Regions from separate parts of the Mus musculus genome. Here all the other regions are linked to region 5. Evidence: chromatin contacts called from public Hi-C and HiChIP or PLAC-seq data. All regions are on one chromosome and are shown on one strand. The core of a region is the stretch at or near the end of the contact, and the rest is flanking DNA. Distances in the headings are between cores, read along the strand shown. Region 1 overlaps Dock4 (dedicator of cytokinesis 4). Region 2 overlaps Dock4 (dedicator of cytokinesis 4). Region 3 overlaps Dock4 (dedicator of cytokinesis 4). Region 4 overlaps Dock4 (dedicator of cytokinesis 4). Region 5 has its middle 25 kb from the start of Gm40403.

Evidence for each region. A called contact is a pair of places that touch in the nucleus more often than the background predicts. HiChIP or PLAC-seq counts read pairs in DNA pulled down with a chosen protein or histone mark.
Region 1: a contact with region 5 is called in a Hi-C map of bone marrow-derived macrophages, with 21 read pairs. The contact joins two enhancer-like sites. A contact is called at or near these places in 10 of 484 Hi-C or Micro-C datasets (the G1E-ER4 cell line, bone marrow-derived macrophages, cortical neurons and 3 more) and 1 of 115 datasets of contacts at active chromatin or transcription factors (embryonic stem cells).
Region 2: an H3K27ac HiChIP or PLAC-seq map of microglia shows a contact between it and region 5, with 8 times the contacts expected there. The contact joins two enhancer-like sites. A contact is called at or near these places in 1 of 484 Hi-C or Micro-C datasets (bone marrow-derived macrophages) and 2 of 115 datasets of contacts at active chromatin or transcription factors (embryonic stem cells and microglia).
Region 3: a Hi-C map of bone marrow-derived macrophages shows a contact between it and region 5, with 18 read pairs. The contact joins two enhancer-like sites. A contact is called at or near these places in 1 of 15 datasets of contacts at CTCF or cohesin (the NIH/3T3 cell line), 2 of 484 Hi-C or Micro-C datasets (bone marrow-derived macrophages and nephron progenitors) and 1 of 9 other capture datasets (embryonic stem cells).
Region 4: an H3K27ac HiChIP or PLAC-seq map of microglia shows a contact between it and region 5, with 6 times the contacts expected there. The contact joins two enhancer-like sites. A contact is called at or near these places in 1 of 15 datasets of contacts at CTCF or cohesin (the NIH/3T3 cell line), 4 of 484 Hi-C or Micro-C datasets (B cells, CD8 T cells, memory CD8 T cells and 1 more) and 3 of 115 datasets of contacts at active chromatin or transcription factors (bone marrow-derived macrophages, microglia and neural progenitor cells).

What each region holds. Positions count from the first base shown.
Region 1 is chr12:40,584,311-40,588,514 of GRCm38.p6, forward strand. The region is part of intron 1 of Dock4 (dedicator of cytokinesis 4); the gene reads left to right. Among named protein-coding and RNA genes, the nearest start is that of Dock4, 140 kb to the left of the region's middle. Within about 2 kb of position 1,366, at least 45 of the 459 cell types and tissues checked have an H3K27ac peak or open chromatin away from gene starts, as enhancers often do. A contact at or near this core is called in bone marrow-derived macrophages, where this site is marked.
Region 2 is chr12:40,655,121-40,659,410 of GRCm38.p6, forward strand. All of the region lies in intron 8 of Dock4 (dedicator of cytokinesis 4), which reads left to right. Among named protein-coding and RNA genes, the nearest start is that of Dock4, 210 kb to the left of the region's middle. Within about 2 kb of position 1,306, at least 16 of the 459 cell types and tissues checked have an H3K27ac peak or open chromatin away from gene starts, as enhancers often do. A contact at or near this core is called in microglia, where this site is marked.
Region 3 is chr12:40,635,877-40,639,880 of GRCm38.p6, forward strand. It overlaps Dock4 (dedicator of cytokinesis 4), which reads left to right. Exons shown (of 53, transcript NM_172803.2): 6 at 207-355. Among named protein-coding and RNA genes, the nearest start is that of Dock4, 190 kb to the left of the region's middle. Within about 2 kb of position 1,440, at least 5 of the 459 cell types and tissues checked have an H3K27ac peak or open chromatin away from gene starts, as enhancers often do. A contact at or near this core is called in bone marrow-derived macrophages, where this site is marked.
Region 4 is chr12:40,541,220-40,545,546 of GRCm38.p6, forward strand. The region is part of intron 1 of Dock4 (dedicator of cytokinesis 4); the gene reads left to right. Among named protein-coding and RNA genes, the nearest start is that of Dock4, 97 kb to the left of the region's middle. Within about 2 kb of position 2,607, at least 5 of the 459 cell types and tissues checked have an H3K27ac peak or open chromatin away from gene starts, as enhancers often do. A contact at or near this core is called in microglia, where this site is marked.
Region 5 is chr12:40,270,700-40,274,835 of GRCm38.p6, forward strand. No RefSeq gene overlaps it. Among named protein-coding and RNA genes, the nearest start is that of Gm40403, 25 kb to the left of the region's middle. Within about 2 kb of position 2,847, at least 16 of the 459 cell types and tissues checked have an H3K27ac peak or open chromatin away from gene starts, as enhancers often do. A contact at or near this core is called in bone marrow-derived macrophages and microglia, where this site is marked.

The DNA.
Region 1 (4,204 bases), core at 116-2,615, 310 kb after region 5:
AATTGACTGTTTATCACTGGGTAATGATCTTTGCCTATATTGATGGTTAGTTGTCTAAAAATTAATAAAGCAATTACAGCTTTCTTGTGGTTGATGTTACCATGTTAAATTCAATTTTTAAAATATGTGATATGCATTTCTTCATATTAAGCTCTTCATTTTTTTAACAGTGTGCTAATTCCTAGCTTTCAATTGTGGTGTATAGTCTCATCACGTATAAAGTGTTCATCAATATGGTCATATTTAATTTTTTAAACATTTATTTGTGTGTGTGTTCAGATGTGTGGATGTGTGTTAGGATGATGTACCCAACCCATGTGTGCAGAAGTCTATGCATATGTGCGTGTACAAGCTAGAGAAGACCTTCAACTGTTGGTTCCTGGCCAAGTTTCCCTGTGAATCAGCATGTCTGTCAGGTTCCCAGGGGCTACCGTTGTGTTGTTCTGGATTAATTCTGAGTCACTTTACATCAGTTGATTTCCCCCACATTGTTTTCTGTGCATTTGCATTTCTGAACTTTGTGTTGCATGCCAGAGGATGTCTTAACAGATGAATATTTGAATTCCTTTAAATGCCTGTAACTTCCTACTCAGAGGAAGTTTAGCAATTTGATCCCTTTTAGTTTTCTATTAAGATTTGTTCCTCAGGTCAGAGTCACATTTGCCTCAAAAATCCCTTCTCTCTCTAGTGCCCCCATGAATGTGGAGGTTCCTCTTTCGGCCAGTGGGAACCCCGAGAGCTTTACTTAAGAGGACACGCCATCACATGTCTATAGATAGACTATTTTCCACAGAGGCAAGCCTGAAAGGGGAAAGGTGAATACAGTAAGTCAGGGGGTGTGGTTGGACTGAATTCCCCCTCTCTGCCTAATAGGCTCTGCAAACCTTGAGACGACTCAAGGAAGCTAGACAGTGTCACCCAGTGCTGATTGGTCTTGCAGAGAGCATGGTTCTTTAGACAGTGGAAGGAGATCCGTCCATACTGTGCACACCATCAGTTCGTCCCCACGTAGATTTATGGAATTTCTGTTTAGCGCATACCAGTTTCTAGTTTTCCTCCGTAGAGCTGTAAAGAGTTTTGTTGTTGATGTTGTTTGTTTGTTTGCTTGATGGTTTTGCTTTTATTGTGTTTGCTGTGACTCTTAGCCATTATTTAGTGGCTTCTTGTCTCTGTCGCTGGCTGTGATGAAATAGTCTTGTTCATACTTTGAAAATGATCTTTCTGTTCAAAACAGCAAGATATGTGCTTGTAGAAAATAACCTCCATTTCTGAGTTATGGGTTTTGTGGACCATATGTACCAACCACTGCCTGATCAGGGAAGTGGGACAAGGGTCACTGAAGTGATGTCTAAACATGCCCAGAGATGAAAACGTCATTGCTCTGTACCTGCTATTAGTTTCACTCTGTCACAGAACTGGAGCCCTTACATTGCCTTGGAGAATCCATGGACTGGTATTCTCAGACCAATGAATAAAAAACTTGGGTCAGTTAAAGGCAGGCTGTGTGCAGCCAAAGGGATTAGGCGCTCTGCAGTGTAAGTCAGGACCCTTTCCTTGTCTTTAAATCATCATTTGTGGCTGGGAATATGGTGGGGCTTTGTAGGCCTGGTCATTTTATAGATGAGGAAAGGAAACTCAGAAATGGGAAGTGTCTGCTAAAATGGAAGTTAGCAGTCTAACAGAAACTAACAGGTCTAACTAAAAGCCTTTCCATTCCGGCCTCACTTCATGGTAAAATGGCCAAAAAATTGGGGGCAAGAGGTTAGAAACAGAATTAGTTTTGCCATCAGAAGATGTAAGTTTTATGTCCTGGTTTTATGGTTTCTTGTGACATGATAACTGTGTGATTTGGGATAATTACCTATTATTAGTTTTGGAATTGTTCTCTATCTATGGAATGAACATTTTTGTCAAAGAATCTGCTTTTGTCTTAAATTGACAAATTGAATTACAACCTGTTTTGATACTTAAAATGTGCTAACATGTGAATCTGTGATGACCTCCATTGTATCATTTCGGTCAGAAGAAAAAGAGGTTTTAACTTTTATAATTCTGCATTCTTATCTACTCTGACCCCTACTCCTTAGGGTCTTACCTCTCCTGAAAAGTGTCATAGCTGGGCATTCTGTGACTTTCCTATCATAATAGACAGGCTTGTGAGATTCTAGACAGAATGCTGTTCACAGGCCCCACTAATGTTTCTCTGTTTAATGCAGACAAAATGGTTTGTAAGATGCTTCAGTGAATGGTTTCAAGTAGAGGTTCCATCTCAGTCACAGCAGATTATTTATTGTTTTATCAAAAATTCTACTTACTCCTTGTTGAAAACATGAAGAGTACAACCATGACACACCATTATGGGACTAGGGTCCTCCAAAGACGCCTTTGAGTTCATTTTCTGTTGCCCTTCACTGCTGGGCCTGCAGCCTACCTGTAATAGTAGTTTGTTTCCTCAGAGAGACTCCATTGGAGAAAACTAGATTTTTATTTGTCAATGATCATTAATTGGAGATTGCTTCTGAATTACTGCTGGGGCGTGTTTTTGACTTCCTGACTTTTCTCCACCACACCCCTGACTCCACACACAGATCCTCATGTGTTTCCTGGGCTCGTTTCCTTTGTTTGCTTTTGTTTCTGTTCTATTCTGATACATTAGTTTTCACTTTATCTCATTATGTTATATTTTATTATTATACCTTAGAAGCCCATTTGTTTTCAAATGAGAGACGGAAAGGGAGTGGATCCAGAAGATGCAGAGGAACTGGTGGGAAGGATATACAGAGAGGGGAAATGTTAATCAGGATATACTATGTGAGAAAAATCTATTTTCAATAAAAAGAAAAAATATTGTGAAAAGAAGAGAAAAACACTAGCTACTTCTGAGTCCATGGCCTAGAGAATACAAGGATAGGCCCTGCATGTATTTAGTCTCTTTACAGGCATATGTGTGCAGTCTAGTATGTATGTGTATGCATTTACTGTGTAAGTGTAGCAGTAAATTAATATTTTAAAGGAGCATTATTTAAACTCAATCTTAAGACCTCCTTTTACTTGCTAATACATCTTGGTCATCTGGTAAAATATTCTATAACCTTTTAAAACATTTCCTCCATGTGGAATAGAGTGATCTTTTTTGAATTAATTCTTTTTTTATTTCTTTTCTTTTCTTTGTTTTTTGTTTTTTGAGACAGGGTTTCTTTATGTAGCCCTGGATGTTCTGGAACTCACTTTGTAGACCAGGCTGGCCTCAACCTCTCAGAGATCCACTTGTCTCTATCACCCTAGTGCTGGGATTATAGGTGTGTGCCACCACACTTGGCGAGTTAATTATTATATTATTGGACCTTCTAAAACAGACATGCAGATACTATGTTGTATGTAATTCACTGTATTTTGACCACTCAACTTTGAAGGTCTTTCCAAGTAGAATCTTCGTACAAAAAACTTGGTGCCTATGAATAGCTATCACTTGAGACTCATTTTGGAGAATTTGACTAATCATCTTGTGTTACCATTGTTGCCATTATAGTATTTTGTTCAAACAACTTGACCTTACATAAAACTGGGGAATCATGCATTGAAACTACAATCTTTATTTTTTTCTAAATAGTGTACTATATTCAAGATTAAATCATTAGTCTATATCTCAAATTCCTCATGATTTATTAATGACAACTGCAGTATACTGTAATTGGAATGGAATTTACATTACACTTGTTAGAGACCGTACTCTCAAAGGCTAACTGATGTCATGTATGATTACAAAGAACTGGTTTAAGTATTTGGAATACCTGAAAACGTGTGTGTGTGTGTGTGTGTGTGTGTGTGTGTGTCTGGTGCTGTGAATCTTGTTCAGGGTTTTGTACATCCCTGACAAGTACTCTACTTCTGAGCTCTGTCTGCAGACCTGGAGACTGTTCTATATCAAATGCATTAGTGACTAATTTAACTTGACTACGTTTTTAGTACGTGAAATCATTCCTACAATAACGTTTTTCATGTAAAAGGTGAAATTCAGTTTATTTATGGAAAATTTATTAACATTAGTAATAATGATAACTTTTTAAGAATACTGTGCTGCCACAGTGTATATTGGTCCAGACTAGGCTTAGATAAAGAAGTTCCAGGATAAAGGGGATGTCAGTTTCAGAGCTATGAAATCCTGTAGGAAAGGGAGGATTTTCTAACATTCATTTCTATAGTG
Region 2 (4,290 bases), core at 56-2,555, 380 kb after region 5:
TTTTTTTTTTTTTTGGTGTTTCGAGACAGGGTTTCTCTGTATAGCCTTGGCTGTCCTGGAACTCACTTTGTAGACCAGGCAGGCCTCGAACTCGGAAATACGCCTGTCTCTGCCTCCTGAGTGCTGGGATTAAAGGTGTGCGCCACCACGCCTGGCAAAGTTTACTTTCTAATGAGTCCTTTTTCGAATACTTTTCTGAAGTTAGATTTTCTTTTTCTACTATCATGCGGTTAAACCCATTTTTCTTGAAAGGGTTCTATAGAAGCTTTCTTTTGCCTACAATTATGCCTTATTAAGTCCAATTCTGTCATTTAAGGGAGCGAGAGAACTGAATGCAGTAGATAAAGCACAGGCATTTTAAAAATCCAGATCCTTTAACTGTAAAATGGCTATGACTTTCTCTCTGTCTGGGAGAGACACACATCACCTGTGTCTTGTACACCCTTTCATTGTGGCTAAGTGGCCACACTCTGTGGTTAGGAAATCTGGGTAGAAATTCTGACTTTGCTACATCAGCCTGGGCACTTAACTGCGCATCTCTTACAGCTGTTAACTGGTAGGAATTAATGAAGATAACAGTGCTTTCTGGAGGGATTTCTTGAATGTTAAATGCATAGGATGTTGCCCAGGACCCAGGAGTTTATTGGTGCGTCCTGGCTATGAGGAGGAGGATTTTTGAACCCAAAGAGGAAGTATACATCACCCTAACTAGATGTACGTGGTGGCTACCTTTGTATTCTTATAGAAATCACACATTCCAAGAAATTGGTGATGTTTTAGTTATGATACTGCAGTTACTTAAAGTTTAGAGAGACCCTCTAGCAAAAAGGTAATATGCAGTGCATATTATGTTAGCCAGGAGTACACAAAAAATGGGAACCAGAAGCCTGAAGGGGGATTACAACCTGAAACACCACAGTGGGAACAGGAATAAGGAAGTTGGAAATCCTGTCTCCAGATGAGGAGAGTCTTATGAAATTGCTTTCATAGCTTCCAGTAACCCTGTTCAGCGGCAGACATTATTATATAAGAGCTTAGAGAAAGTGGTACTACTTTTATCTGCGTATAGTACTACATAGCAAGGTTAATAGAGCCTTTACAGGTTTAGTTCCCCTTGTCTGTGCTACATGTCTTGTTTGATGCATTACTTGAAGCTTACCATGGCCTGATCATACAAGTTCACCATCTACATTTTTACATAATTTAGGAATACTTACTGTTTTGACTGTGACATATTGTAGGCCTGGGTCTGTTTTTGTAATTTCATATTACAATGCTCACTAAAACTTGTAAGCTTTCCAAAGCAAAGAAAAGCAGTGTAAGGAAAATGGCCCAGCCAGACTAGCAAGGGACGCAGTGCACAGAGTTAAAATAGGTAGAGGAGGCATTCAGAACCCCTCCTTGAATTGTGGCAGCACAGTGGCAGCCGTTCTATCGGGCCCAGAGCATTTCCTGCTGTGTCTAGACATGTTGGCACAGATTCACTGTGGGTGTCTGTCCAGCAGTGACCCATAGAGACCTTCCCCGGGGCCCTGTGTTGACAAGCACAACTGCTTCCCACCTCCCTCCTCTCCATCATCTGATTGTTCCAGCAGGTGCATGGGAATTGGTGTTGTTGTCACCTCCGAATTAATCACATCTGTGGTTTATCCCTCATTCACTCTTGTGTTATACATAAAAAAAAAAAAATGGCCCACACATACTGGTTGCCTTTAATGGTAGTGACTCTAAGGAAGCTGCTGGAACAGAGGTGGGGCAGGAGGGGGATACAAATACAAAGAACTGAGCAAGGAAAGGCTTTATCCAAATCTAGAACACACTGTGTATCATGGAACCACTCAGCTTTTTTATAGCATTGTATGATAAGAATATAATGCCAATTATTTAACTTTAGTAGATGACTAGAAAAACTAGAGTTGCAGAAAACCGGAAGCTCACAGAGTGCATGAACTTGAGTAGGCTTCTCTTTTGCCTTGCACTTATGCAGACAGCTTGACGCTCTTAAGTAGAGGAGTATTTTTATTTGTACAAGGTGAGCAGAAAGCCCTCGTCTCCCCGATCCTGCCTTTTAAGTCAGGGGCAGGTTAGTGAGTCTCCTCCCCTCACTAGTATCATGGTCTTCTCTGTCTTTCTTCATGAACACCCAGGTTGCCGCCTGTAGGGCATTCAGAATAATTTAGTTTTCCTGGAGTCTGAATGGGATAAGCCTCTGTCACGCATAGTAAGCACTTCACAAAGACTTTATTCAGTGCCATTTACAGTTGCAGAAGGATTTGGCATCCACAAAGGGATGACCAGTGGTGTGCCTCTACTCTCTCTTCCCCTTCAGTTTCTCAGCACCTTGCAGAATACTTGATACCGGGTGTGTGTGTGTGTGTGTGTGTGTGTGTGTGTGTGGTGATGCATTTAAAGGAAGCTTTTAAGTTTTGCTTTCCTGTTGAGGCAAAGCATTAAAAGATCCTGCCATTAGTCCCTTAATCTTTGCTATCATCCTTCCCCTCCAGGAGTGGGGTGGGGATGTGCTCTTAATAAGAGAGAGCCAGGGTGCTGAGTGCATCATCACTAAGAGCTGTTTCATGTTACCTTGTGCTCTCAGCCCTGTCTCCAGGGAGCCACCATTTGCAAACACTGTCATGCTGAAAATAAAAGTACATAGGAGTCATCAGATAAAGGCCTGGTGTTACCCCCTAAGCAGTTGGACCTCTTGGATCTTAAGTTAAGCAGGGAGGGTCTACTTTATGGCAGTTTGGCTCTGGCGTTTCACACCACTACTGTGCAGTTACTGACGTCTGCTCATTCATACATTTAGCCAGCAAACAAGCCCCACCTAAGGCTAAGTGCTCATCTCAAGAAGGCATAAAGAAAACCACATCTTCCCAAGCCTTGTATTCTACTTAGGTTCAAAATGTTGAGAAAAATAAGGATAGTTTCTAAGTTACGCCTTTATATAGTATGGTCTATAAGGGTATGGCAGTCAGTATGCATTTTGTTGGTTCATTCGTTTTTTTGAGTTGTCTCACTATGTAGTCCTAGTTAGCCTGGAACTTGGTATGTACACCAGGCTGGCCTTGAACTTCTAGAGATCTTCCTGCCTCTGCTTCCAGGGTACTGGATTATAGCCAAGTGCCACAACAAAAAATTAAAATATGAACCCACAAAGAAAAAAACCTCAGAACATTCTTTTGAGAAAAAAAAAAGAAATAAAGATTTAGTTATTGATACTAAGGGTGTAAATTACATAGATTTTTTTTTTAAATTAATCATTCTATTTTCATTTACATCTTCTTTTTTCCCAATTTTTAATTAGGTATTTTCTTCATTTACATTTCAAATGCTATCCTGAAAGTCCCCTATACCCTCCCCCCACCCTGCTCCCCTACCCACCCACTCCCACTTCTTGGCCCTGGTGTTCCAGGCATATAAAGTTTGCAATACCAAGGGGCCTCTCTTTCCAGTGATGGCCGACTAGGCCATCTTCTGCTACATATGCAGCTAGAGACACGAGCTCTGGGGGGGTACTGGTTAGTTCATATTGCTGTTCCTCCTATAGGGTTGCAGATCCCTTCAGCTCTTGGGTACTTTCTCTAGCTCCTCCACTGGGGGCCCTGTGTTCCATCCAATAGATGACTGTGAGCATCCACTTATGTGTTTGCCAGGCACTGGCATAGCCTCACATGAGACAGCTATATCAGGGTCCTTTCAGCAAAATTTTTCTGGCATATGCAATAGTGTCTGTGTTTGGTGGCTGATTATGGGATGGATCCCTAGTGGGGTAGTCTCTGGATGGTCCATCCTTTCATCTTAGCTCCAGACTTTGTCTCTGTAACTCCTTCCATGGGTATTTTGTTCTTTATTCTAAGGAGCAATGAAGTATCCACATGTTGGTCTTCCTTATTCTTGATTTTCTTGTGTTTTGCAAATTAAAATTCTCAACTGAGGAATACCGAAAATGTTCAACGTCCTTAATCATCAGAGAAATGCAAATCAAAACAACCCTGAGATTCTACCTCACACCAGTCAGAATGGCTAAGATCAAAAATCCAGGTGACAGCAGATGCTGGGGAGGATGTGGAGAAAGAGGAACACTCTTCCATTGCTGGTGGGATTGCAAGCTTGTACAACTACTCGGGAAATCAGTCTGGCTGTTCCTCAGAAAATTGGACATAGTACTACCAGAAGATCCAGCAATACCTCTCCTGGGCATATATCCAGAAGGTGTTCCAACTAGTAATAAGGACACATGCTCCACTATGTTCATAGCAGCCTTATTTATAATAGCCAGAAGCTGGA
Region 3 (4,004 bases), core at 190-2,689, 360 kb after region 5:
CATGTTGGCAGTTGAGACATCATGTTGGTTTGGACAGGAGAGCGGTATTGTGGGACTTGAGTGAAAAACGTAGAACTGCAAATGGACAAGGAAATGGGAAAGCTTTATTGGTGGAGAAGCCCTCTACTCTGTGGCAAGCACTTGGTCCCCCTCTTGGTCAAGCAAGAGGACTGACTGCCAAATCTCTGTGCTTCCATATGCCTTAGAGAAATGAAGGGGATCTCTTCCATCGCCTGTGGCACATCATGAATGAAATCCTCGATCTGCGACGGCAGGTGCTAGTTGGCCATCTCACCCATGACAGGATGAAGGATGTGAAGCGCCACATTACTGCCCGACTGGATTGGGGAAATGAGTGAGTACTGACAATGACAGGATGCTAGAAGGAGCCTAGATGTGACACCAGTTAAGCTAGGATGTGCTGAGTCCATTGGGAGAACTCCATCAAGGATGGAGCCAAAAAGCCACATCCATGGCTCTGGTGTGAGCACTGCCATCTTTTTTTTTTTTTTCTTTCTAATACCCTGTAGTATAACAGTATACAGGTTGTTACAATAAATATAATAATCATAGAGATTATTGATTAGATATGTTTTCTGACTAAAATGTTTTTTCTTCTTCTGTAGTCATTAGTTTTGAGACATGTATTTGATTTTATCGTATAACTCCTCTATATCATAGTGTAATCCAGAGGGAAACATTCATCTTACCAGTGACTGCTAAATGTCTTAGGACAAGTGCGCAGCTGTGAGACATTCTGGGAGGCATAATGGCCACTCTTCAAAGAGCTGTTAAGGAGGGCTCATGTAAAGGCTGCCAGTAACTGAGATCTACTCTTAAATAAAAATGTGGAGGACTTATTTAAAAATATCAGCCAAGCACTTAAGTAGGAAGTCTAGTTACTGGAAACTCCAAGCAAGGCTAATACTCTACAAAGTATGAATATTGATATATGAGTGGCTAACTAGAATAAACCAGCTTTGGCCCTGCTCCCCTCAGCCTTCCCTTTGATTGTATCAAGCTCCCATTTGCTAGTTGACCTTTAGTGGATCTCAGTACAGGATTTTGAGGAAAATGAGAAGGAATGTGGGACATAAAAGGAGAACACACCAGCAAGGAAACCATGAATAACTTACCTCTTTCTGGATCTGGAGAACACATTGGGCATACTGGTGGGTTGGATTTGCAGCATTTGGTTGGGTTTCTTCTTTGTGCGTGCAGTAGTCCTGAGAGACACAGCTTTCAAGGTGATCAGAATCTGACTGCATGTGCCCCTTATTATTTTGTGTGGTTGGTTAATTTATGTATTTATTTGTTTGTTTGTTTGTTTTGTTTTTATTTTTCTCCCTTGAGAAAGTTTCTCTATGTAGCCTGGTTTGTCCTGGACACACTCTGTAGACTAGGCTGGCCTCAAACTCAGAGATCTTCTTGCCTCTGCCTCCCAAATGCTGGGATTGGAGGTGTGTGAGACCATGCCCAGATCAGTTGCTCTTTATTCTTATTTTTAAAAGCCTTTGACTTTTTACCTAGTTACAGTTGGTTACTATTCCAGTCCTCGTTTAAATGAGGATTGGTTTGTTAATCGGGATGTTGGATCAAATTAGATTATCAAAAGTCACAAGGAAACATGGAATAAACTGAAAAACAAAGGAACAGACAACAACAAACAACCCTTTTCAGTTGGAAGAAGGAAAACAGAAGAAAGGGGAAGTGGAAGAAAACTGTGAGTCAGGGCTGTGCTGAGGCTATTTTTGACTTACACAAATTCTAGCTTATGCTCCATGCAGTTCTATGGCTAAGTTAAGGTAAGTTGGTAAAAAAAAAAAAAAAAAATGATATATGAAAATGAACAGCACAATTTAAACCATCCTTGAGCTCATGAATTTTCCCAAGCTCTTACTTCAGTTTCTTTAAATTTTATTGGCAATTTACTTAAGAACAATTTACAGCATAGAAATTATAGATTTGCCATATTCCTTTTAGGATAAATCCATCCCCTCATTAAAGATTGCTAAGTGGAAGGCAAATTAAGTTAACTCCTTTGCCTATTAAACTCGGTCATGTTGTCCTGGGAAATGATCTGTCACCTCATAAATCTCTTATCGATATAGGAAACATAAATTGAGAATGTGTTCAGTGTCAGATTGCATATCAGACTACTGAAGCGCAGTGGAAGGGCGTTCTTTGGGTTTGGGGAGCTTACATGAAGTAGGAAGGGAGCCATCTTGTTCTCTAACAGAATCAGTAGAAAATGATTTCTCTTCTGAAATCCCAGGAAGAATTAAAGTGATGATACAGAGTTCTGTCACCCATTGAGTCCATGATGGCCTCTGAATTCCTGTTGAGAGTACATGGAAGGGCTAAGAGCTTCATCCTTTTTTTCTGGTGTCACAGAGTATTTTAGTGGCAAGGCTAATATAAAATTTGTCCCTTTTTGCCTGGCTCCTGGCTTCCCATGTATTCTTGCTCCATCTGTTTTCTCTAAGCCTTGCCTACTTTTTTTCATATTCTTATTAAAGCACTATTCTGATTCTAGTCAAACAGTGGCTTATTCACTATTAGACTGTACCTATTAACCGACAGCAATAAGTAGCAACAGGTAAGATGCTTTTTCCACATTTATGAGAAGCTAGCAGCAACTGGTGACTCAGGCCATTCAGAGAACAGAAGCTTTGAATACTATTTCTTTCCATAAAAGCTCAGGAATGGCCTGAGGCTCACTGCTGGAGTTCATCTTGACTTACTTTTGTAGTGCTAGAGGTGCTTGGCCCTTCACAGATCTTTTCTTTCTAATGTTATTAGAGGGGAATCTAAATTCTCAGTTTCAGCATCACAAAGAAGGAATATCAATGACAGCCAGTAGGTAAGTCCTGTTTGAGTTGAACATTTTCTATTAGCCTTTTCAGACTGCTGGCCAGCTGGGGATTGCTTCCACAGATGTCAGGTGCCCACATGAGACCTAGCCAGACATCCAACATCAAGAGAAGATGGTCACATGAATACCCTCTACCCCTAACCTCTCCCAGGAGAGAATGAGGCTTGAGCACCTTCTTTTAGAAGAAACTTTGGCAGGGTGGATGCTAAGATTCTTATGTGATTGTATGTTCCATATTCTGTGCTAGATATTTCATCAGCAAGGTAAACCTGATGTCAAGTGATATATCACTTCCTAATTCAATATCTGCAGAGAGGGAATGGAGACTAGGAATAGACCCTAGAGTTTTTATCATAAGCAGATGTACTTATTATCTGAATATTCAATTGAAAAAGTAGATGTTCAAATTTCTTTGGATAGCTGAACATTGTTTAAGAAAGTAAGGAAAGAATTTGGTGTCTAGTGACAGCCTTCCGTTATTTAAGAGCTAGTATTTTTCAGGGGTGACTGGATAGTGTTTGGCTTGAAGTAGGTGCTGAATTAGCAATTTTGATGAGGCCTTAATGAGATTTTGAGGCAAGCATAGAATTTCAGGATTCTCTATTATTGCAAATGCAAAAGCTAAGAAGCCTGTGGTTCTGTCATTGGAAGTGCACTGCTGGAAGGCTTCCGAGAAGGTGATTTCTATAAAGATAGTGATGCTACAGGAGGGTCTTAGAGTAACCTGTCCTCAGTGAGCTAAGCATGAGAACAGAGGTGTAAAAAAGGAAGTAGTAAGTATAGTAACAGGGAACATACAAAGGCAGTGGGGACCCTTTTGAGGTGACCACCAATGCTTAAAGAAGGTAAAGGGACTCCTGTGACATTGGTATCAGTGTTGCACAGTGGTTGACCCAGAGAGGAGTATGCTATCAATATTACTGGGGGGAGGGAAACTGGGGGGGTAAAGGGATTACACTCACATTCTGCTGTCCATGGTAAGACATACTAAATTGAGCACCATACCAATAACCCATGCAGTTGATAGAATGTCAACCTCAGCACAGTAAAATCACATATTGGCCACAGCAGCATTTGACACAAAACCATTTTACCACTATGGAAAGGCCTAAGTTGTGCTGCCTAAACT
Region 4 (4,327 bases), core at 1,357-3,856, 270 kb after region 5:
GGCTTTTCCAGAGCTGTCCTGCTGTCTTCTCCCAAAGGGAATGGACATGCTGTTGACTGTATTAATTCACTGTCCAGTGCATATTTGTTCTCCACTGAATCTCAAGGGGGGACCACACACCTCAAAAGAGCAGTCTTCAGATTCACTTGCCTTGAGATGATCTAATGTCTACTGTTGTTTCTCATGGTTTCTAGTACCTGAATGGTAGCTATAACAAGAATACAAAATGCTTCCGGCTAAATATGCCTTGTGTGTAATTAGGAAGAGTTCTGAGAGTTAGCATATGCAAGTTTGAAACATAGCTCATTCTTGTTGCCAGCATTTATTTTATTTTATTTTAGTCTAAAAATAAAGATATGATTATAAAATTATAATAACTTTGAGAATTAAGAGAATAAAATACTATTTGTGAATTCTTGTTTTGAAAATATATATCAGAATTTAACTTATGCAATCATTCCGGAGAAACAAAACCTAATCATTTTCCCATACATTTAAATTAATAAATTTAAAACTATAAAAAAATCATAGTTTCCCTACAGAAATGAGGTTAGTAGTATGTTAATGGTTTCAGATATCAACAAATGCATTTATAAATGTGAGAGTGGCTAGTTGTTTCTCCTGTCATGTCCATTTAGCTATTTATCTTATTATATGTGTTTTTCCTTATATATGCATATTATAGACTTTCTGGATCAACAACATGTTTTTTATATTGCTTATTTTGTTTTTATAGGGTATGTTGTAGTTTTTTTTCTCTGTATATTTGGTTAGCTAAAAGGAAATTTCCTTTTGAATGATGTATGTATGTAATAAAATCTGGGAACCTAAGAGAAAACTCAATTTTTTCATTATCTCAGTCAATCGATTGACCAACTTAGTGAGTGCCTACTGTATGCAAGGAGAGCTACTAAGTGGGAGTGGAGACACAACATTACCTTCCCTGACCTTATGGGACATTCCAATGAAGTGTTAGGGACAGACATTCATTGAGTAGACAAATAAATGCTTAATTATCAACTGTGTTAAGGCACACAATAAGCCATTTTCTCCTTTTAGAGAGAATAAGAAGTCGTTATTGAAGAAGAGCCAGTAAATGGCTGTCCTCCTTAGACATGGGAGCCCTGAGCTTAGCAGGGCTTGCCTCTGCTGGGGTTTCTATGCGCTCAGTGATTTGCTTTTCTGGGCTGGACACAAAGGTACTATGCCTTAAGAATATGAATTTCTCTTATATTTTTCTCCTTTTTAGAGTTATGAAAGTGCTTCTTAGATTATTTAGAATTCAGCATACATTAACTGGAGCCCTGTACTTCTCTCAAGTTGTGTGATCTCTCTCTCTCTTACATATAATATATATATATGTGTGTGTGTGTATGTACATATATATATGTGTGTGTGTGTATATGTATATATATATGTATGTATGTATATGTGTATATATATATATATATGTATGAAACAAAAACACACTAGAGGACACTCATGCAATTCTAAATATATATGTACATGTTTATTGCAAAAGTACATAATTTATTATAGCAGCAAATAATTTCTTTTTGATGACTTGGAACAGAGTGTAGAGACCATCTTTGCTCTCCTCGTTATGATTCTCTCTTTGGTGCTTGCTTCTCTCATGCTCTGCAGCTATTGTGAAGTATGGAACCTTGAAATGTCAGGTATAAGATAAGTGACATGATTTCTGCATGGCTACCTTATATGTTACATTTCAGAGTCCTGGTTGTACGACAGTTTTTGATGCTGAAATATACAACAGCATTCCAAAACTTTGCCCTTCTACTCTATGGCACCCACTCCTACTTCTCTATCTGGCGATGGGGGAGGTTGCAATGAGCTGTTCTCATAAGCCTAGGAGTGACTTTTGGAATTCTCTATCTCTATCTCTATCTCTATCTCTATCTCTATCTCTATCTCTATCTCTATCTCTATCTCTATCTCCATCTCATCTCCATCTCTATCTATCTATCTATCTATCTATCTATCTATCTACATACACACACTTATGTGGTCATTGTGAATATTGTTGATCAGAACAGCAAAAGGACTCACTAGTAAGCATATTGCTAAGACATATCATTAAAAACCTGTTGGCCATACCCAAGGAGCACCAGGAGCCTGTAGAACAGCACAGGTTCTTCTTACCCTTTTACATGTAAGACTTTAAAGAATCGGTTTTCAACCTGTGAGTTTCTAGTCCCTTGTGAATCGGCTATCAGATATTTCCATTATGATTCACAACAGTAGCGACATTTCAGTTATGAAGGAGCAATGCAATAATTTTATGGTTGGGGTTCTCCCCAACACAGGAACTGTATTGAAGGGTACCAGCGTTAGGAAGGTTGAGAATCATTGCTTTAAAGGTTTTCTGTGTTCAGACATTCTCTGAGGATACAATCCTTTTCCTAGCCAAGGAAGTTCAAGACTCCTTATTTGATGACAATTGGCTGTTTTGGTTCTGCTTTCTCAGCTTCTCTTTCCCCTGGGACAACCCGGTGCTTTGTTGGTAATCAGCGCTATGTTCCATCCCTGTGTGCTCTGAACACTGTGTTTGTTCTGTGCTGGAGCCCTGCTTTCTGTAGACTGTCTTGTCCACCCTCCTTGCTGCTCCTTCCATGCTTCCCAGACTGAAGCCTTGGAGTCCAGCCTCTCAGACTCTGATGCAGCCTTTATGCATCTCTTTGAGCACATGACACACTGAGGGACCTCTGTCCCCCATGGCACATTGCCTCAGTGTTCAGTCACCCCTCTGTGCTCTCTTGGACTATAACTTATCTTATAGCCTCACTTGAATCTTTGCTAATCTGTAATATTTTTGGCTTTGGGTCTGGCTGACACCAAATGTCATTTATCTTGCAGTATCTCGTTGACATTTAACACTGTCTTGGCTAGTAGGTAGAATTTAAATGTGTTAGGTATTATCCAGGACCAGCAGAGCATAAAGTAATACTTTGTATCCTGATACAAGATTGTGATTTCAGGGCCACACAGCACAGCACATCATGCAAGATGGGATAGTGTCTTAGGTTTCCATTTCTGTGAAAAGACACCATGACCAAGGCAACTAGTATAAGGCACAACATTTAATTCGGGCTGGCTTACAGGTTCAGAGGTTCAGTCCTTTCTCTTCATAGCAGAAAGCACAGTAGCATCCAGGTAGGCATGGCTCTGGAGAAGGAACTGAGAGTTCTATATCTTCATCCATAGGAAGTGGGGAGCAGACTGTCTCCCAAGTGGCTAGGAGAAGGGTATCAAAATCCCACCCCCGAGAGTGATAGACTTCCTCCAAAAAGCCACACCTACTCCAACAAGGTCATACCTCCTAATACTGCCACTCCCTGGGCCAAGCATATTCAAACCACCAGATAGCAATGACATAAAATATTCTACGCACAGTTTTATATATTTGAGGAATTTACTTCAGAGAGACCTTATTACCTCCTTGATTATCAGGCACACCTAAATTCAGTTTTCTTAGGGGGATTTGGGGAAATGTTGTTTCATGGTTTGCTTTTGCAATAGTTCCTGCTTTTATTTTGCTTCCTCTGCTCCCCTTGTGGAACTCAATGGCAGTATTTGAACTTAGAAGCATGGTCCAGGGGGAGGAATCAATTTACTCGTCATCATTCTTACCAGGACAAGGAAGATGTCTGTCAGTGTTTGCTGTATCCTCTGTCCGCAGTATTTGGAGTCAGAGGGTGTCAGGAAATATCAAGGGCCACATAGTAGCTACATAGTCTGTCTTTTGATTAAAAGTTTCAGGTTCAAAAAGCTAGTGTATCCTGTTTAACATTTCTTCTTTTATTTCAATGTAAATCTAAATATTTCTTGTTGGAAGCCAGAACCTTCCCCTGTCTCCTATTTCTCTTTTAGGTAACAATGACTGTTTATCCTCAGTGATTTCAAGGTTAGAGTATTAGCTTAGTTAGATTGCCTGCTGTTAACTCTAGTATGCTCCTACGACATATAAAATAAAGAAGCTCCGTTATTGAAGAGACTGTCTAATTGCACACAACAGAACACTTTTCAAGGCTGCTCACGGCTCTGTTGGCTCTGCAAAGGCTCCTGGTGTGTGGTCAAAATGAACCCTTACACCTTGGTCAGTTTTCAGCTCTCGACATCTTTCTGTTGATGAGATCATGATTTTCTACCACATAGGATGAAATTTCTTTTTCCCGTGGGCATACATCCTATTCTATTGGACAGTTATTATGATTCTGTCTTTTGAGTTATCAGTAGCTAAGCTAGTGTAATTGGAAAAACTTCCTTCCCCCAACTTTTAGTAGTGATACCTTCCAGCGCTTCCCGAGGT
Region 5 (4,136 bases), core at 1,597-4,096:
CTTGGGGAGTCTAATTGCGTGAGCTGCAGAGAAGAAAGACCAGCTAGATATTGACCACGAATTACCCAGGAATCTTACCAATACCAATACTCTGTGATCTGGACATTCAAACCATGTTTACAGACTGTCTGGCATGTGTCAAGAAATAAACAGTCAATAAAAGTGATTTAAAAAAAAATCCTGCCTCATCAAAGCTAGAGGGGAGAGATGGAAAAGACACACATAGAAGTATGTGAAGAGGTAGAACAGCGGATAGACGAGGACGGGGAGGCTTGCTGATCTTTTGAAAGGCACTCAGGAGAAGCTGACTAAAACTGGATTATTTGAGCAAACTTCTGAGGAAGATAAGGAAGCAAGCCATGTGGAGATAGAATAGTGATCCTGGAAAAAGAAAAGGGGCTAGCGAAGGTTCTGAGGTAGTGTGTTTAAGGAATAGCACAGAACTGAGTGACGAAGAGAAAGAGACAATAGAAACTAAAAAGCAGAGACTGAAGGAAGGACCATCCAGAGACTGCCGCACCTGGGATCTATTCCACCCACATACAATCACCGAACCCAGACACTATTGTGGATGCCAACAAGTGTTTACTGACAGAAGCCTGTTATAGTTGTCTCCTGAGAGGTTCTACCAGTGCCTGACAAATGCAGAAGTGGATGCTCACAGTCAACCATTGGACTGAGCGCAAGATCACCAACGGAGGAACTAGAAAAAAGTCCCAAGGAGCTGAAAGGGTTTGCAGCCCCATAGGAGGAACAACAATATGAACTAACCAGTAACCCCAGAGCTCTCTGGGACTAAATTACTAACCAAAGAAAACACATGGTGGGACTCATGGCTCCAGCTGCATATGTAGCAGAGGATGGCCTAGTCAGTCATCGATGAATGGGAGGAGAGTCCCTTGGTCCTGTGAAGGCTCTATGCCCCAGTGTAGGGGAATGCCAGGGCCAGGAAGCAGGAGTGGGTGGGTTGGTGAGCAAGGGGAGAGGAGAGAGGATAGGGTTTTTTCTTTTTTTTTTTTTTCCAGAGGGGAAACTAAAAAGGGGGATAACATTTGAAATGTAAATAAAGAAAATATCTAATAAAAAAAGAAAGAAAAAGGCAACATTTAGACACCGAATACATGAATTAAATAATAGATCGAATAAGTTAATTATGTCACAGGCAGTTCAAGTGTGAGCTAAGTAATAACATGCTGCCTTTAGACATCATGGGAGTGGTTATGTTTCGTGGGCAGTGAGCTCTCCCAGGCCACACTTCAGGTGAGAGGTCTGAGTTGGGCACAGTGTATGCAGGTGGCATCTACAGCAGTGAGAAGGGATCAGACCTCCAAGGGAATGTGCTAGTGAGAAAAATAAGATAGGAAAAGTGGCTGCTGAGAGCCTGGGGTCTCGGGGACGAGCTGAGAATGGCTCTGTGGTGTTTGGTGACTGTGGCAATGGGGAAGAAGTAAGAAGCAAGATGACACTAGCCAGATGGGACATGGAGACCAAGGGGACCCAACATCCTGGAAGCCCTTTGAAAAGCTGGGAAAGAATAGTTAACTATTCAGTGAAGAAGAGGGGATGCATAGTCCACTGTCAAATGCTGCCTCTGGGCCTAATAACATGAAAACTAAGAACCTGCTGCTGGAGAAGGCTGCAGACAAACTGCATATCCTCACAAGAGCCTTCCCACAGTGACAGAGAGAGACAGAGACAGAGAGACAAAGAGACGGATAGGAACATACACACCGAGAGAGAGAGAGAGAGAGAGAGAGAGAGAGAGAGAATGAGGTGGAGAGCAAAGCCACTCAGAACTGGAGGAGACAAGACCTTCATCTGGGGACATGGCAGTTATTTTGAGGGTTTCTCGAAGGCTGATATTTTGAGGTAGCATGAAGAAAGAAATGGGATAGTTGCCAGAAGAATCCTGTAGGGTCCAAAGAATTCTTTTAAATATGCAGTTTATAGTCGATTGAAAAATAAGGATATTGCAATTTACTCATATATCAGTAGTTATGATCCAAAGAAAAATGAAATTTCAGTGCTGTAGGGACAAAAAGAGGAAACCCCAAAAGAAACATCTTTTCATAGAGAAAGCATAATAAAATATGATACGAAAGTTCGTGGAAATGTTTGTTCATTAAAAAAATTGAAGCTAACAGGAAACCCCCAATTAACCACTCAGGATTTCCACTGTGGGCACAAGTATTTGTGTGTATGTTTATGATGTAATAAAAAAAGATTTACTTATCTGTTTTTCATATTTATGTGTACTCATGTGTGTCTATGTGCACGGCAGGTGACCTCAGAGGTCAAAGGGCTTCAGATGACTAGAACTGGAGTTCCAGGCCATTAGTTGTAAGCCACCTAATACTCGTGCTAGGAGCATGTAAGTCACCTCTCCAGACTGTGACATTTTGGGGTGAGGGCAAAACATATGGCCTAATAATGTGTTCCTTTGGAATATCATGACATTAAATGTAATTAAGTTTGTGTTGTCCTAAATAATGTGACTTTTAGGGACTCAGTCAATTATACATTAAACAGATATTATAGTACACACATCATATACTGGGCCTTGAGGTAAGTGCTAAGGACACAAGGGTATGCATGACAGAGTAGTCTGTGTCTTCAAGAACCTCAAAAATCAAAGAAGCAGACAAGCGTTGACTAGATGTGTGTAATCAGCCTGTGTAGGAGGACCTGTAGGCTGCTCAGTGTGAATATTAAGATGGGGAATCAAGGAGTTCTCCCAGAGAAGTGATATCTTAGCCGAAACATGAAGTGGCTAGAAGGAGGAAGACGAAGCAGGAAACAGTCTCTTCTCTGACAGGAAATGTCAGAGCCATCGTACCTCTAAATGACTCATAGGAACTTGAGACAAGAGGCCAGAGACTCACTTGGGGAACTGTTGGGCTGGACTCACTTGTCACACCTTGTAAGACCCTATTAAGCCCTAGAGTCCAGCAGTGCAGTTACTATTGTCATCTTACAGATAGCCACATTGGGGGCAGAGAGATAAAGTGACTTCCAAGGGCACAAGAAGAGTGCCCATTGGGGGTGGGCTTACAATGGAGGGTAGGGGGTGGGGAAATGGGAGATGAGACAGAAAGAGACTCTACTAAAGCATACTTTCTTTAAAAATGCTATCACAGTGTCTGTTTTAGACACTGTTCTATGGCTGTGAAGACAATTTATATTAGAAAGCATTTAATTGGAGGCTTGCTTACAATTTTGGAGGATTAAATCATTATCATTATGGAAGAGAGTGTGGCAGTAGGCAGACATGGTGCTGAAAGCTATACATCTTCTCTCTGCCTGATCCACAGGGAGCAGACAGAGGGAGGGGATGAAGGGAAGGAGGGAAGAAGGAAGGGAGGAAGGGAGGAGGGGATGAAGGGAGGGAGGGAGGGAGGGAGAGAGAGAGGGAGAGAGAGACTACTGTACCTGTTAAGGGCTTTTGAAGAGCTGGGTGTGGTGGCGCACGTCTTTGATCACAGCACTCGGGAGGCAGAGGCAGGCAGATTTCTGAGTTTGAGGCCAGCCTGGTCTACAGAGTGAGTTCCAGGACAGCCAGAGCTATACAGAGAAACCCTGTCTTGAAAAACCAAACCAAACCAAACCAAACCAAACCAAACCAAAACAAACCAAACCAAACCAAACCAAAACAAAACAAAACAAAAAACAAAAAAACAAACAAACAAACAAAAACAAAAAACAAGGGCTTTTGAAATTTCAAAGCTTACGTGAAGTGACACACCTCTGACAAGGTCACACCTTCTAATCCTTTCCAAACAGTTCAACTGGGGACTACTTAACATGCAAATAAATCAGCTTATAGGAGCCATTTTCTTTCAAACCACCACAGTATCTAATGTCTTGTATGCTAATTAAGAATAATAAAATAAAGAGGACCTGTTGGAATCACGATGTTTGTGGTAGATACATACAAAGAACTTATTATGAGCCTGGTCATAGCTCAGACACTCTCATGCACAGTTGTGCAGCTAACTCGGATCACATCCTATATCATCCACAGTTTACAGAAGAGGAAACTGATGCAGAGAAGGGTAACCTCTCTCAGGTTTGTACAGCAGGTAAGTGGTGGGGGAAGGTTTCCCACCCAATTAGTGCAGCAGACTATCATTCTCTCC